Linked DNA regions of Oryctolagus cuniculus: region 1 is linked to region 2. A link is a contact called in public Micro-C data. All regions are on one chromosome and are shown on one strand. The core of a region is the stretch at or near the end of the contact, and the rest is flanking DNA. Distances in the headings are between cores, read along the strand shown.

Evidence for each region. Hi-C and Micro-C count contacts between places; a contact is called where the count stands out from the background.
Region 1: a contact with region 2 is called in a Micro-C map of ear pinna, with 8 times the contacts expected there. The contact joins the promoter of RPS17 here to the promoter of ZSCAN2 in region 2. A contact is called at or near these places in 2 of 6 Hi-C or Micro-C datasets (ear pinna and an unstated tissue).

What each region holds. Positions count from the first base shown.
Region 1 is chr12:101,427,112-101,433,696 of mOryCun1.1, reverse strand. RPS17 (ribosomal protein S17) reads left to right here and starts at 2,902. Exons shown (of 5, transcript XM_002721477.4): 1 at 2,902-3,147; 2 at 3,401-3,552; 3 at 3,703-3,808; 4 at 4,094-4,159; 5 at 5,683-5,808. The coding sequence starts at 3,145. The coding sequence ends at 5,763. CPEB1 (cytoplasmic polyadenylation element binding protein 1) reads left to right here. Exons shown (of 12, transcript XM_070054565.1): 12 at 796-2,226. The coding sequence ends at 906.
Region 2 is chr12:100,897,529-100,904,895 of mOryCun1.1, reverse strand. It overlaps ZSCAN2 (zinc finger and SCAN domain containing 2), which reads right to left and starts at 5,921. Exons shown (of 3, transcript XM_008275312.4): 1 at 5,781-5,921; 2 at 3,427-3,919. The coding sequence starts at 3,832.

The DNA of each region.
Region 1 (6,585 bases), core at 1,653-4,152, 530 kb before region 2:
CCTGTCCTTGACCTCTGGGCCCCTGGACCGCCCTGACACTGAGCCTGGGCTGTTGTCAGCAGGCAGAAAGCAGCGTGACAGTCTCCTGTTTGGTGTTTCTGGGTGGTGGGGCACGGATATGGACGTGCTTGGCTGTGTTTCTCAAGCTGACGCACACACGCGTCAGCCAAGGGCCTCACTGAAATGTGGATGGCGAGTCTGCGGGCCTGAGGTGGCCACTGACAAATGGCCAGGTGGTGCCGTCACCGCCGTGCACCATGCTCTGTCCAGCGGGCGGCCCCCGAGGACACTGGCCGTCCGCTGTGCTTAGTTCTCTCAGCAATGCTGTGGCTGCGCTTTCCACCTCGGGGGAGGTAGATGATGGTTACGCGGAGGGCCCCTGTGAAGAGTGCGAAGGGTCGTTGGGTAGCTCTGGGCCTCCCTGGTGGGCTTCGGGATCTTTGAGAGATGATCTCCATTTCCAGGTCCTTGCTCAGAGCCTAGTGGCTTGCCTGAGGGGGTACACAGCAAGAGGGGGAACCCACCAGTCACTTCTGCCCGCCCAGTGCCTGCTGTTGGCCGCTGATGTGTCCCTAACCGTGCCCCATGTGAGCAGCCCTGATGGCAGCTCTGTGTCGGCGGTGAGAAAGGCAGGGCAGAGCAGAGCTGGTGCACTGGTCCGAGGGGCTGAGGGACGCTCGCAGTCTCTGCGCACCCCTGGAAGTCCATGGTTGGGGTGAGCGAGCTCCCAGGGACCCTGTCTATAGCCGGAGCTGACGTGGACGTGACCTCTCCTCTTGTGTCCCTCCAACCCAGGTCTGCTTCAAGTACTTCTGCCGGAGCTGCTGGCACTGGCGGCACAGCATGGAGGGCCTGCGCCACCACAGCCCCCTGATGCGGAACCAGAAGAACCGAGAGGCCAGCTAGAGGAGCCGGGCTTGCCCGGGGGCCTGGGGCGCCCAAGGCTGGCAGGTCTAGCGGTGGCCGGCACCACCCTGCCACTGGCGACCAGGGAGCTGGCTTCCCGAGGACAAGGGAACTCATAGTCACCGTTGCACTTGCTGAATCTGTCTTTGTTTCTGCACTAATTAATGCACAATGAGTTTCGTCGGGTTTTGTTTCCGGGGTGAGCCAGAGCAAGGACCCTCTGGCTCGCCCTCCAAGCAACTCTGTAGTTTTCCCAGATTTCAGTTTCTCATTTTGCTGATGAAAAGCAAGAAGAAAATACAAGACTGTGTCCAGAAGGTGTTGACACGGACGCCTGCATCTAGAGGTTTATTTATTAAAGCGCTTTTTTACATTCCTTGCAATACTGATGGTGATGACGCGCAGGTCTCATTGGTTTCATCCTTGCAGTTGCCATACAGTGCCTTTCCATTTATTTAACCCCCACCTGAACGGCATAAACTGAGTGTTCAGCTGGTGTTTTTTACTGTAAACAACAAGGAGACTTTGCTCTTCATTTAAACCAAAATCATATTTCATATTTTACGCTCGAGGGTTTTTACCGGTTCCTTTTTACACTCCTTAAAACAGTTTTTAAGTCATTTGGAACAAGAGATTTTTTTCTTTCCTGGCAGCTTTTAACATTATAGCAAATTTGTGTCTGGGGACTACTGGTCACTGTTTCACACGGTTGCAAATCAAAGCGTTTGCAACCAAGAAAAAAAAATTTGTTTTATTTGAAACTGGACCCGATAAAGGGCATTTGAGCGGCTGCTGTACATAGTTTCAAATGGTTTCTCGCACCTTCTTCAGTTGCACTTGTCGGGGGAGGGTTGATAGAAGTTTTTAATCACAGACTCACAGGACTTTTTTCTTTTGTAACTGAGCTTAAAAAAAAAAAAAAAAGGGCTGCTTCTCGGTGGGGTGGACGAAGGCTCCCGGGCCCCTCCCAGAGCGGGCAGTGCCCTTCTGACGGCTCGTTTGAGGAATGTACGAAGCCACAGTTGCAGTTGACTGAACCGCTACTGGAATTTGAAAACTTGACTCTCTCCTTTTTTTTTTTTTTTTTAAATACTTGCCCCTCTTAGGGAAGCCGTGTGCCAAAGAACCAGTGTCATGACCCCCCCTGCTGAGCTGCTGTCGCATTGTCGCAGATCCCAGCTACTCTGTGGGTTTTGTGAAGCTGTGTGTGAAGTCTCTACCTCACTGTAGTATATGCGGGCCAGACTGCACTCGCCTACAGATGCGTGGAGTACGCTGTGGTGTAGTTTTTTTGGCACATAATAAACACGTTGCAGCAGAGTCCTGGGTCCGTGTCTGTGTCTGTCTGAGGTGGGGGCCCCGGGGCGCCCGGGGTGGCGGCGGGACCACGTGGGCTTCGGGAGCTGTCCGGGGGGTGGGGGCTTCTCCCCCAACCTGGGTCCGTCCCGTCCTGACTCCGGTGAGCGGCAGAGGGAGCCGGGTCCGCGGATTCCGCCGGCCTGGGGTGCCTGTGGGGGACGCAGTGGGTCTGAGGCCCCCGGCTGAGGGGCGCGGGGGTCTCCTCGCCCAGGACGCCCCGGCCACTCGGGGGCGGGGTCCCTTCTGTCCGGGTGAGACTCGCCGCCCTTCACCCACCCGCCGTCTCCGCCCTGTCCGGTGAGGGTGCGGAGCCGGACAGCGGGCAGCCGGCGCTGGGGGCGTCCCAAGGCGGACAGGCCGGGAGCTGTGGCGCTGAGCTGGGCCCGCCCTTCCCTCAGGCGCCCACCGCGGGGCCGGAAACCCACTCGAGGCGCCTGGCACAGCCCGCCGCTCCGGACGGGACGGGGCTCTGCGATGGCTGGGGAGGGGGCGCCACCCCCTACTTCCACACGTCTCCGTGGCCGTGGGTCCGTCTGCCTCTCAGGGACTGGAAGTCGTCTCCACACTGCCCAGAGTGTGGGAGTCACCTGCTCCTGGTCTACAGGGCACCCGACCCCCGACCCGCGGCCGCCCTGAACGCCGGCGCAGCGAGCGCGGCGCGGAAGCGGACGAGCCCCACCCACCGTGGGCGGGGCCGCCGTCGCCCCGCCCACCCGGGCAGTGCGCCGCCCTCACTTCCGCCCCGCGCCGCCAGGGGCCGCTGTGGTGCGCTCGAGCAGGCTCCGCGCGTCCCGGGCTGGGCGGAAGCGGCTTTCTGGCCTGCGCTTTATAGGCCTCTCTTGTGCTTCCTGTTTCCTCTTTCACTCAGGACCCGCCAACATGGTAGGTGTATAGGTCTTAGGGCGCTATCCAGCTCCATCGTCCCCCATCCACAGCTCCCCGTGATCCCTGACCCCGGAGGGGAGACCCTGGGCCGGGTGCGCGCGCGACCCTGTCCACCTGGAGCCGCTGGCGACCGCAGTGTCCGTCCCAACTCCGCTGCTCCCGGGCGGGCCCGGCCCGCGAGCCCACGGCCGCCGGGGCTTCGCTCGGCTAGCGCTGCCCGCGGGTGACCCCCGTGCTCTGCCGCCCGCAGGGCCGCGTGCGCACCAAAACCGTGAAGAAAGCGGCCCGGGTCATCATCGAGAAGTACTACACCCGCCTGGGCAATGACTTCCACACCAACAAGCGCGTGTGCGAGGAGATCGCCATCATCCCCAGCAAGAAGCTGCGCAACAAGATCGCGGGGTGAGGCGGGGCCCGCGGGGAGCCGGAGGGCGCGGCCCGGGGGTGTGCGGGGCCGGGGCCGGCGGCGGCACCTGCTCGGCCGGCGGCCGGGGGTGTGCGGGGCCGGGGCTGCAGCCGCCCGCGGGCGCGCTCACGGAGGGTCTGGCGCAGCTATGTCACGCACCTGATGAAGCGGATCCAGAGGGGCCCGGTGAGAGGCATCTCCATCAAGCTGCAGGAGGAGGAGCGGGAGCGGAGAGACAACTACGTGCCCGAGGTGAGCGCCCTGGGCCCCGGGCTCGCCCGCAGGTGGGGACGCGGGTTCCTGAACCCGCCGCGTGCCCACCTGTGGTCGGCCCCGCGCTGCTGATTGGATAAGTGCTGATGCCGGCCTCCCGGGGTCTGCCTGGCCGTGCTGCAGTGCCCGAAGCGACTTCCCCTGTGGGGGGACTCGATCCTGCCCGCCCACGGCTCGCTCCCCCTGTGCACACGGACCAGGCAGCGGGACACGTGCAGGGGAGGTGCCGGCTCTCACTGGTACGGGGCCTGCCTTTCTCTCTAGGTCTCCGCGCTGGATCAGGAGATCATTGAAGTGGATCCTGACACGAAGGAAATGCTGAAGCTCCTGGTAAGCTTTGGCTGCCCTCGCCGAGCCGCATGCCATCCGCAGCCTCCTCCTAGTGCTAATAGCTCACCGCTTAGCCGGGCTCGAGGTCACACAGCTCCCAGGGAATGGCTGGGTTGGGCGCCCACCCACAGCTCTGTAACGGGGGTCGGCTGCTCGTTGGTTGTTGAAGGTGGCGCTGAGCGTGTTGGCTGCACAGTGGTAATTCCCAGACCCACTGGCCTCTGCTGTGGCTTCGGGAAGGTTCGGTTCCGGCCTCTCCTGTCTGCTCTCGTCATTGCGCCCCGGGGCTCTGTCTGTCCTCCCCACCTCTCCTTTGGTCTGGGTTCCAGTGTGTGCCGGTAGGCCGTGCACAGGGCCATAGTTTGGTGACGGGGCCTGGGCTCTGAGGTCCAGCAGGCTCTTGGTGACTCTGTTGGAGCTTCCACCCGCTGGGTCACTTCTTGTGTGGCTGCAGCGGCCAGCGATGGCCCAGGCCAAATTCTGGGGCCAGGAGCTCAGTCCGGGCTTGCATGTGGGAGGTGGGGGCCCGACTACTTGAGCTGTCGCTGCCACTTCCAGGAGCCAGAGCCCCAACCCAGGCGCTCTGCTAAGGGATAGGGCTACACCTCTCGCCCCCAGTTTTTCCATCTCTGGTCGTTGGAAGGTTAAGAGATTGAAACTCTTGAGAACTGTGAGCTCGCGTGCACCTGTGGCCCGGCCCAGCATCCCCTTGCCTGCTGTGGATCTGCGGGTCCTTGCCCGAACAACCGCTGTCCTGTGTGTAGCTTCTCTGCTTCAACTGTGTGGTCTTTCTTAAAGACCAAGTTGCACGTTAGGTTCCAGGTGCATGGTGGGCCCGGGGCTCCTGGGCTTGCTGCAGGGCTGGCCAGAGCTTGTGCCCGTGCTGATGGGATTAGAGGTGCTTCCGGGCCGCGGGCTGCCCTGGGAGTGGGTTCCGGGCCAGGAGCCGGTGGCATCATGGGCTGTGGTGTAAGTGCTGTGTGTGTCGTTGATGAAGTCCTTAGGGAGTGAGGGCACCAAGAGAGGTGGGCACATGGGCATTGGATGCCGTGCCCAGGACACCCTGGGGCCTCCCCCACCGCAGCCCCGAGTGCCTGGGTTCCCGCTTCCTCTTGATGGACACCCTGGAGGGCAGCAGGTGGTGGCGGAAGTACTTGGAAGACCCGGGTGGGGTTCCCAGTCATGGCTGTCGGGACTCTCTGGGGAGTGAACATACAGCTGAGATCTGTCTCACTGTGCCTTACAAATAAAGTTCTCTGAAAAGAAAGTCTACATGCGGCCCAGGGATGGCTTTTTTCCCTCCAGTCTGTGATTGGCTGAGTCTGGATGCGGAGGCCAAGGGCGCCCTGGCAGTGTCTCGGAGACAGGCAGAGCAGGGGTGCTGCTTGGGGAGCCCCAGCGCAGGTGTCTGGGGTGTCGGCCCTCGTCCCACCAGCCCCGCCCCAGGCCAGACAGTGGGGGGTGCTGCCCTGACCCCCTCAGCTCGGCCAGATGGTGCTCACTGGGTCCCTCTGTTGTTCCAGGACTTCGGCAGCCTGTCCAACCTGCAGGTCACGCAGCCTACAGTGGGGATGAACTTCAAAACGCCGCGTGGAGCCGTGTGAGCCTTTCCGCTTCACTGTCTATTTTCAATAAACTTGGGACAACCAGCCTTTGCCTCTGTCGTCTGGCGCCGAGAGCAGGAGTTCTCGCAAGGGCACTGGGGCTGTGGGGCCCTCCCGACAGTGCCTGGGACGCGGCCGGGGACGTGGGGGAGCTGCCTCCTGAGGTCCATGCCCAGCTAGCAGGGTCCCCAACAGTGAGAACAGCCTGGAGGGGAGTCACGGGGGTCTGTGGTGGGAGGGGGAGGTCCTGGCTGGGTTGCTTCTCCTCCCTCTGCGCCCTGGAGCGCGTCCACCGTGGGGAGGGCGGGCTGGGACTGCATCTGTGTCTCACTGGGGGGCGGGCCTGGACTCCTGCTCCTCGGTTGTCAGCGAGGAAGTGGCCAGGCCGGCTCTGGTGCTGGGCACACATCTGCTTCTGACAGGCAGGTAACAGCAAATTGCCATCTAACGTGTTTGTAGCTTCGTTTTGATAGAATTACAAACTCGGAGTTGCAAGCATAGCACAAACAAGGACTTTGGTGTGTGTCTACCCAGACTGGCCAGTCGTCTGCGTTTTGCACATGGTCACGGTTTCTGGCCTATTGGAGCTTAAACAAGTTTGAGATGTGCCCATTTACTCCCAAATATTTCAGGATCTTCTAAGAATAACAACACGCCTTTACGTAACCATAGTCCAGTCGTGAATCAAGGTTAACAGTGGCCCAGCCCACAGCCGATATCGGGTTTCCTGTGTAGTGTCCCTAGTGTGAGAAGTCCTGGGCAGTCCTTTTGCAGAATGCCCTTTGCGTGGGTGGGTGTCGTCTGAGCTCACTGGCTTTCTGG
Region 2 (7,367 bases), core at 4,672-7,171:
ATTCCCCAAATTACTGCAATGGCTGGGGCTGGTCCAGGCTGAATCCAGGAATTGGGAACTCTGGGTCTCCTACATGGGTGGCAGGGGCCCGAACACTTGGGCCATTTTCCATTGCTATCCCAGACACATGAGCAGGGAGCTGTACTGGAAGCAAAGCAGCAAGGGACTCTTACACAGGACGCTGGTGTTGCAGGCGGCAGCTTACCCTGCTACACCACAGTGCCAGCCCCTCAAGTAACTTTTTTTTTTTTTTTTTTTTTTTTTTGGACAGGCAGAGTTAGACAGTGAGAGAGAGACAGAGAGAAAGGTCTTCCTTCCATTGGTTCACCCCCCCAAATGGCTGCTATGGCAGGCACTGTGCCAATCAGAAGCCAGGAGCCAGGTGCTTCTCCTGGTCTCCCATGCAGGTGCAGGGCCCAAGCACTTGGGCCATCCTCCACTGCACTCCTGGGCCACAGCAGAGAGCTGGCCTGGAAGAGGAGCAACCGGGACAGAATCTGGCACCCCAACTGGGACTAGATCCTGGGGTGCCGGCGCCGCAGGCAGAGGATTAGCCTAATGAGCCGCAGCACCGGCCTCAAGTAACATTTTAAAATACAAAGCCCAACCTGATGTCAGACTCTTTGTTTTTGCAAACGAGGTAGATGTGCCTCCTTCCTGGACCAAGCAGACAAGCCCCTCCCCATCCAGAGGTGGGAAGGATTCCTGCACTCACCCCACCATACTCACTGGCTTCCCATTCTGTGTGTGGCACTGTGAGGGGTGGATTTGGGGGGCAGAAGGGAGAGGAAGGAGAAAAAAGAGAGTTCTTGCCTTTTGGGGCCTTACAAATTCCTAGAAGAAACGGAATCACAGAAATAGAAACAGGATGGGCGAGGACAAAAAGCCAGCAGGAAAGGAGAACTCAGACCTTCCGGGGGAGGGGACCTGCAGTAGAGGTGACAGAGGGGCTCCCACATGGTGCAACCAGGGACAGGACAGGACGGTGACTGGGGCTGAGGATGGCTTCAGGGCGAGGGCCGGCAGAGGTGAGCACTCACAGGACACCAGGATTTTATCCAGAGACGAGGCCAGGCCATTCCAACCCCAAGACTCAGGCACAACATTCCTAACACAGTTACCTTCAGGAACCAGCAAGGTCTGCCCTCAACGGAACAAGGGCACTAAGGAGGGGCCAGGCTGCAGGGGGGTCTGGGCCAGGTCGCAAAGGGCCAGGGCTTCCAACCTTCTGCTTCTCATCCCCAGTCTCTCTCTCTCTCTCTCTCTCTCTGCTTTTCAAATATTTTTTTAAATGTAAAAAGAAATAAAAGGCAGAAGTCAGAGGTCTGACAAAGCCACTCACTTCCGTGGAGAGAAAGGGCACGGAGCCCCCCACATGGGCCGGGGCAGGGGGCAGGGCTGCTGTCGCCCCGATGCCTGCTGAGACCCGGCTGCTCTGTGATGGCCCCAGCGAGACAGCGATCCCTCAGCTCCTGACTGAAGATCCCGGAGTTTACGGCAAACCTGTCACATCCATCAGGAGACAAGTCATCCAAGTTATGAAACAGGATGTGAAGTGTCTAGTTTTTTTTTTTTTTAATAGGAAGAATAAAATTATTTCTCAAGCCCAAAGAAAATCACTTTGCTTCAAATAAACCCTAGGCTCTACCAAACCCGCATGGAAGGCAACAGGCCTGAGTCGGAATCCTGGCTCCACACTGAACCTCCACTTCCTGTCTGTAACATGAGCATCCCACCTGGGACTTCCGGTTCCTGGCAGTGGCCACAGCCTCTGCCCCGGTCACCTGCCCTCTCCTCTTTATATGTCCCTGTCCTGTCTCCTAAACCTTCCAGACCACACAGCCCAAAGCGCTCTGCTTTGTCCTTGTCCTCACCTGCACCCCTCCCTCGCACACACACCAGGAAGGCCGTGCAGTGCTGTCCGTGTGGTGACATGCTCACACATGGTGCCTGTGTCCTTGCACGCCGCAGTCTGAATGGTGCTCCGGATCCTGCAAGCTTCCTCTAACTTCACTGGCAAAGATAACCCCCTGTTTCCCCAGGGAGTGACGCTGACCAAAGTCTTGCCTATGATCTGCCAGGCCCACAGAAAGAGCTGGGGAAACGCTAGCCACTCACAGTGTTAGCTCCTTCTCACGTGTCCAGTTCCTCCTCGGTGCCTGCTGGCCCTGCCTCGGCCTGCCCCCATCCCTGCACAGCCATGACAGGCGGCTCCTTGGCTGCCCTCCACTCTCCGGCCTCTCCCCCGCTGCATCAAACCAACATCCTGTTGCCAGACTCAGCTTCCTCCCATGCCCCCTGGGCCCTCGCTCAAGAACCAACAGCATTCGGTCCCAGCTGCCACCCATCCTTCCTCAAAGCACACTTGCCACTCCAGCGGCCAGACCCCCCACCCCACCCCACCCCTGTCACCCAGGAAAAGCCACACAGCTCCTCTAGGGAAGTGTGCCAGCCCCCACCTGTGCCTTTCCAAGGCCACTCCACCCGGCATCCTCCATGCACCTCCTCTCCCCTCCTCGTTCCCTGCTGTGACCTCCAGTTTACAACTGACTACCACGGTGGAGAGGCAGGAGTTAAGTGGCAAGCCAGGAACTCAGCAGCAACCCGGGAGACCCAGGCGGTAACCGCGGTAAAGAGCTCAAGTTGGAATTATTTTTTTAAGAGCCCAGGATGGCCTTATAACCCAGCAAGTCCCTAGTTATTAGCTATTTTGTTTGGTCATTGGTTTCATAGTCACTTTGAAAAAAAAAATCAGATTTTTTTAAATTGCTGGAATTTTTTGTTTTTTAAACATTTATTTATTTGAGAGGCAGAGTGACAGCGAGAGTGAAAGAGAGAGATTTTCATTCTCTGGTTCACACACCAAATTCCTACAACAGCTGGGGCGGGGCCAGGCCAGAGCCAGAACTCCGCGCAGGAGTCCCTTGTGGGGCAGGGACTCGAATACTTGGCCGTCCTCCGTACTTCCCAGGCGCGTTACTGAGGAGCTGGATTGCAAGCAGAGCAGCTGGGACTCAAACCACCACTCTGGAGGGGACGAAGCGGCCCAAGCAGTGGCCTAGCCCGCTGGGCCACGGTGCCGGCCCTGCTGGAAGCATCCTGGTGTTCACTGCCGAGCCCAGTGAAGTGCCAAGGGCTGGTCTGTAGGTCTTCAGCTTCCCTCCCCATAGCCTCCATCGACTCCCCAGTCACAGCGAATAAACACTCAAGCAAAATCTGTGCTCGCTTTGCTCCAAGAACAGCGCCCTATGCCCTACCTGGACCGAAGTTCTGGAGCCACCACTGCACGGGATAGGGCATGAGAGGGTGATGAACGTGCTCAACTGCCTTTGGACAGGGTGCACCCTGTCCTGGCCACCTCCTTCTCCTCCTCCCTAAACAGCACACCCCTCCCCCGCCCTCTGCCAACGAGCTTCTGCATCTCACCTCGGTCCCGCAGGGTCTGGGTCAAGTCTTCCACCAGGGCCACGGCCTCCTCGCCGTTCTCGGGCCGATGCTCTCGCAGCCAGGCCTGAATCTCCCGCGGCAGCACAGTCAACATCTGCTCCTTGGTGTGCACCTCTGGCCTCAGCCAGCGCCGACACAGCTCTCGGAGGCGGCCGAGCGCGCCCTGCGGCCCCCCGGCCGCTGCCTCCTCCTGGGGGCTGCCCTTGCCCTGCGCGAGGGGCTCAGGCTCAGGGCCCTCCTCCTGCAGCACAGCTTCCTGCACCCAGGCGTCGTCCTCCAGCATCATGGTGGTGACCTCCGCCTCCTCCTGCTCGTCCTCCTCTTGGGGCACCTGGCCCACGGGGCTCAGGGGAGCAGTCACGCTCGGCACCTCCGCAGCCATCATCCACGCGCTGGGGGCTTCGAGGCTTCTCCAGCCACACTCTCTGAGAAGACACGGCCCTCCCCAACTCTCCACAGGCAGGCAGACCTGCTGAGAAACAAGACAGGACAGGAACCAGTAAGCAGACTGTCCCCGAGTGATCTGACTCACGGCAGCCCAGCTCCGCCCACCAAGACATCCTGAGACACAGTCCGTGCCCTGGCTGCTCCACTTCCAGTCCAGCTCCCTGCTAGTGCACCTGGGAAAGCAGCGAAGGTCGGCCCAAGTGCTTGGGCCCCTGCCACCCACGTGGGACACCCGGATGGAGTTCCAGGCTCCTGGTTTTGGTCTGCTCTCCCTGGCCGTTGCAGCCATTTGGGGAGTGAACCAGCAGATGCAAGATTCTCTCTCTGTGTCTCTCCCTCTCTTGGTCACTCTGCCTTTCAAATAAAAATAAATCAATCAAAAAAGAAGGAAAAGGAGGCGAGGGGAAGGGAGGGGAGGAAATACAAAGCCTTCCAAAGAGGCCAGGCAGGGTCAGTCTGCCCTAAGTCACTCCAGACTTCCTGCAGGGCAAGTGACTTTGACTAAGACACAACTTAGCCACTCAACCTCAGTGACACCTAATGAGTAGAGATAATGACATTCGTCCTCCTTATCTCAGGGGACATCTTAAGGATTAGCAAAGGATCGGATGTCATGTCAGGGCACTCAGGCTTCACTGGAAGGAAGCCACTATCTCACTGCATCATTGCCACCACATTTCCAAGTAGTCTTCCCTGGACACCTGGGTGGGGTGGGGGGGGCTGTGTTCTACCACACCCACGTAAATCAACATCTTTAGAACTTCTAGGCTTCTCCCTTTGGCCTGGCCCAGCCATGGCCATTTTAGGAATTTAGGGAGTAAACCAGCAAACAGGAGATTGATCTCTCTCAGCTCTCCCTTTCAAACAAAATGAATATAAAATGAATATAAATAAATGTTTAAGGCCGGCATTGTAGTGGGTAAAGCCACTGCCTGCAAGGCCGGCAACCCATATGGGCACCGGTTCGAGTCCTAGCTGCTCCACTTCCGATCCAGCTCTCTGCTGTGGCCTGGGAAAGCAGTGGAAGATGGCCCAAGTCCTTGGGCCCCTGCACCCACGTGGGAGACCAGGAAGAAGCTCCTGGCTCCTGGCTTCAGGTCAATGCAGCTCTGGCCATTGCAGCCATTTGGGGAGTGAACCAGTGGATGGAAGACCTCTCTCTCTCTGCAAATAAATAAATAAATCTTAATAAATAAAGCTGTAGCACACCCACACAGTAAAATGTATTTCAATAGCATGCAAACACAACAGTGGCTGCCTTCCGCGGGGGAGGGAACACTGACCGGGAAGGGGCTCCGAGGAGACTTCTGGGGGCTGGGAAGGCTCTCCGTCTGGATTCCCAGGGCTACACTTGCCCCCCCCCCCACGTGACATTTAAGATCAGCGCACTCGGCTGTGCGTATTTTTAAATACTTTTTAAATTACACTGACAGAGGTTATCAATCATCAATGATTTAAGTTCATCCTCCTGACATGAAAACAATGGATAAAATAGCAAGGCAGAAACAAAATCCTAGTGAGGAAGCAAAGCCCTCAAAGTGCGTTCAACCCCAGTGCCCAGAGCACGCGGGGGCAGAGCACTGCGCGGGTCCCAGCGGGGGAGGACACGCCCCCAGCCTCAGTTTCTCCGTCGGCAACACGGCCGGCTGCGCGGGTGTCGTCGGAGGTTCCCTCCAGGGCAAACCCCGCGCCGCCCGCTGGCATCCGCCAAGGGGTTCCCGGCCGGGAGAAGCCGCGGTGCGGGTCGCTTCGCCGCGCGCGGCCGCGCGCCTCCGTGGGGGCGGCAGGGACCCCTCCCCCAGCGGCGCTGGCTCCAGGCCCGTCCCTCCCTTGCCGCGGGCGGCTCTCCGGGCCCGCGCAGCTCCAGGCCGGCCTCTGCGCCTCACCTCTCCGGAGACCGAGTCCCGCTCCGGCCGCGGCTCCGCGCGCAAAAGCGCCTCCGGGCTCGGTCCGGCCCCTCCGGAGTCACCTCAGCTCAAGCCCGTGGGGCACCGAGAACAATGGACGGGAGAGGCCCGCCCACCGCCGCGCTCATTGGCTGCTGCGAACGGCCCCTAGAAACTCTGCCTTTCTACTGGCGGAGACAGTGCCAAACAGGCGGCGGGAGGGGGGCTGGGCCCGCGGCATTGTGGGAAGTGTAGTCCACCCGGAGCCGAACCCGCGCACTGTCCTGAGGGGCAGAGTGGACGCTCTGGGTAGCCTGGACAGCGCGCGAGGGGCAGAGACAGGGGAATCCGGGGGCTGAGCGTGAGGCCTTCGGGCTTGGTCGGAGCCGAGACAGGGCACTTGACGTCTCTAAGCCCTCAGTGTATCTGTCTATAAAAAGTAAAAGTTGGACAGGCGGACTTGAGGGTCCCGTGGCTACTATTCCGAGGGCCCTTGAAAGGAAATGAGTTGGAGCCGGGGACACCCCCAGGCTCGCGGGCCCCTCCCTTCTCCTCCTGTTCTCTACCTCCCTGAGAAACCCCACCCGGCACACCTGTTCTACGTCCCCGTAACAGCGCTAGCCGCCGCAGTGCCGCCTCGTCCGTCTCAGCCCTGGGGTGGCAGGTGCAGGGAGCTGGAGATTGGCTCCTAGCTTGTGTCCCCACGTTTGAGGCCCCAGCTCTGCGTGGGAACAGCTGAGACACGGTTTACAAAACCCAAGTGCCCAGGAAATCGAAGAAGGCAGCGAGCAAGGCGCCCTTTATGGTCTGAGACAGAGCAACCGGGTGCTTGTATGCAGCGATTGGATGCACACACAATTGTGAGTTGTCATACTTATTTGATTTACTTGAAAGACAGAGACAGAGATCTACCATCCCTTGGTTGGGCCCCAACGACAGCAGGGCTGCGCCTGGGCAAAGCCAGGATCCAGGAATTTAGTCCTGGTCTCACGCATGGGGGGCAGGGACCCAAGCACTTGAGCCATCTTCTACTGCTTTCCCAGGCGCATTAGCAGGGAGCTGGATTGGAAGTGGAGCAGCCGGGACTTGAACCGGTGCCCATATGGGATGCAGGCACCGAAGGCAGCGGCTTAGCCCTTGCGCCACAGGCCCCTTTCTTCATTTTTAAATCAAATTTATTTTTAAGGATCCATTGAACATTAAGAAAACTATCCTGAGGCATGCGTTGTGGCACAGTGGGGCTAAGCGAGTTAAGCATCCTCTCACAGCTCCGGTTCGAGTCCCGCTTCCTGCTAATGCACCTGGGAAGGCCGCCATTGATGGCCCAAGTGCTTGGCCCCCTGCACCCACATGGGAGACCAGGACGAAGTTCCTGACTCCTGGCTTCAGCCTGGCCCAGCCTCAGCTGTTGCAGGCATTTCAGCAGGAACCAGCAAATGGAAGAGCTCTCTCTCCCTCTGTCACTCTGCCTTTCAAGTAATACATTTTTTAAAAAATTTTTAAATGAAGAAAGAACTATCCCTTTGTCACAGCATTTGCTATTATTTCCCTCGGTTGTTTTCCATCTACTGGCTTATTAAATCACAG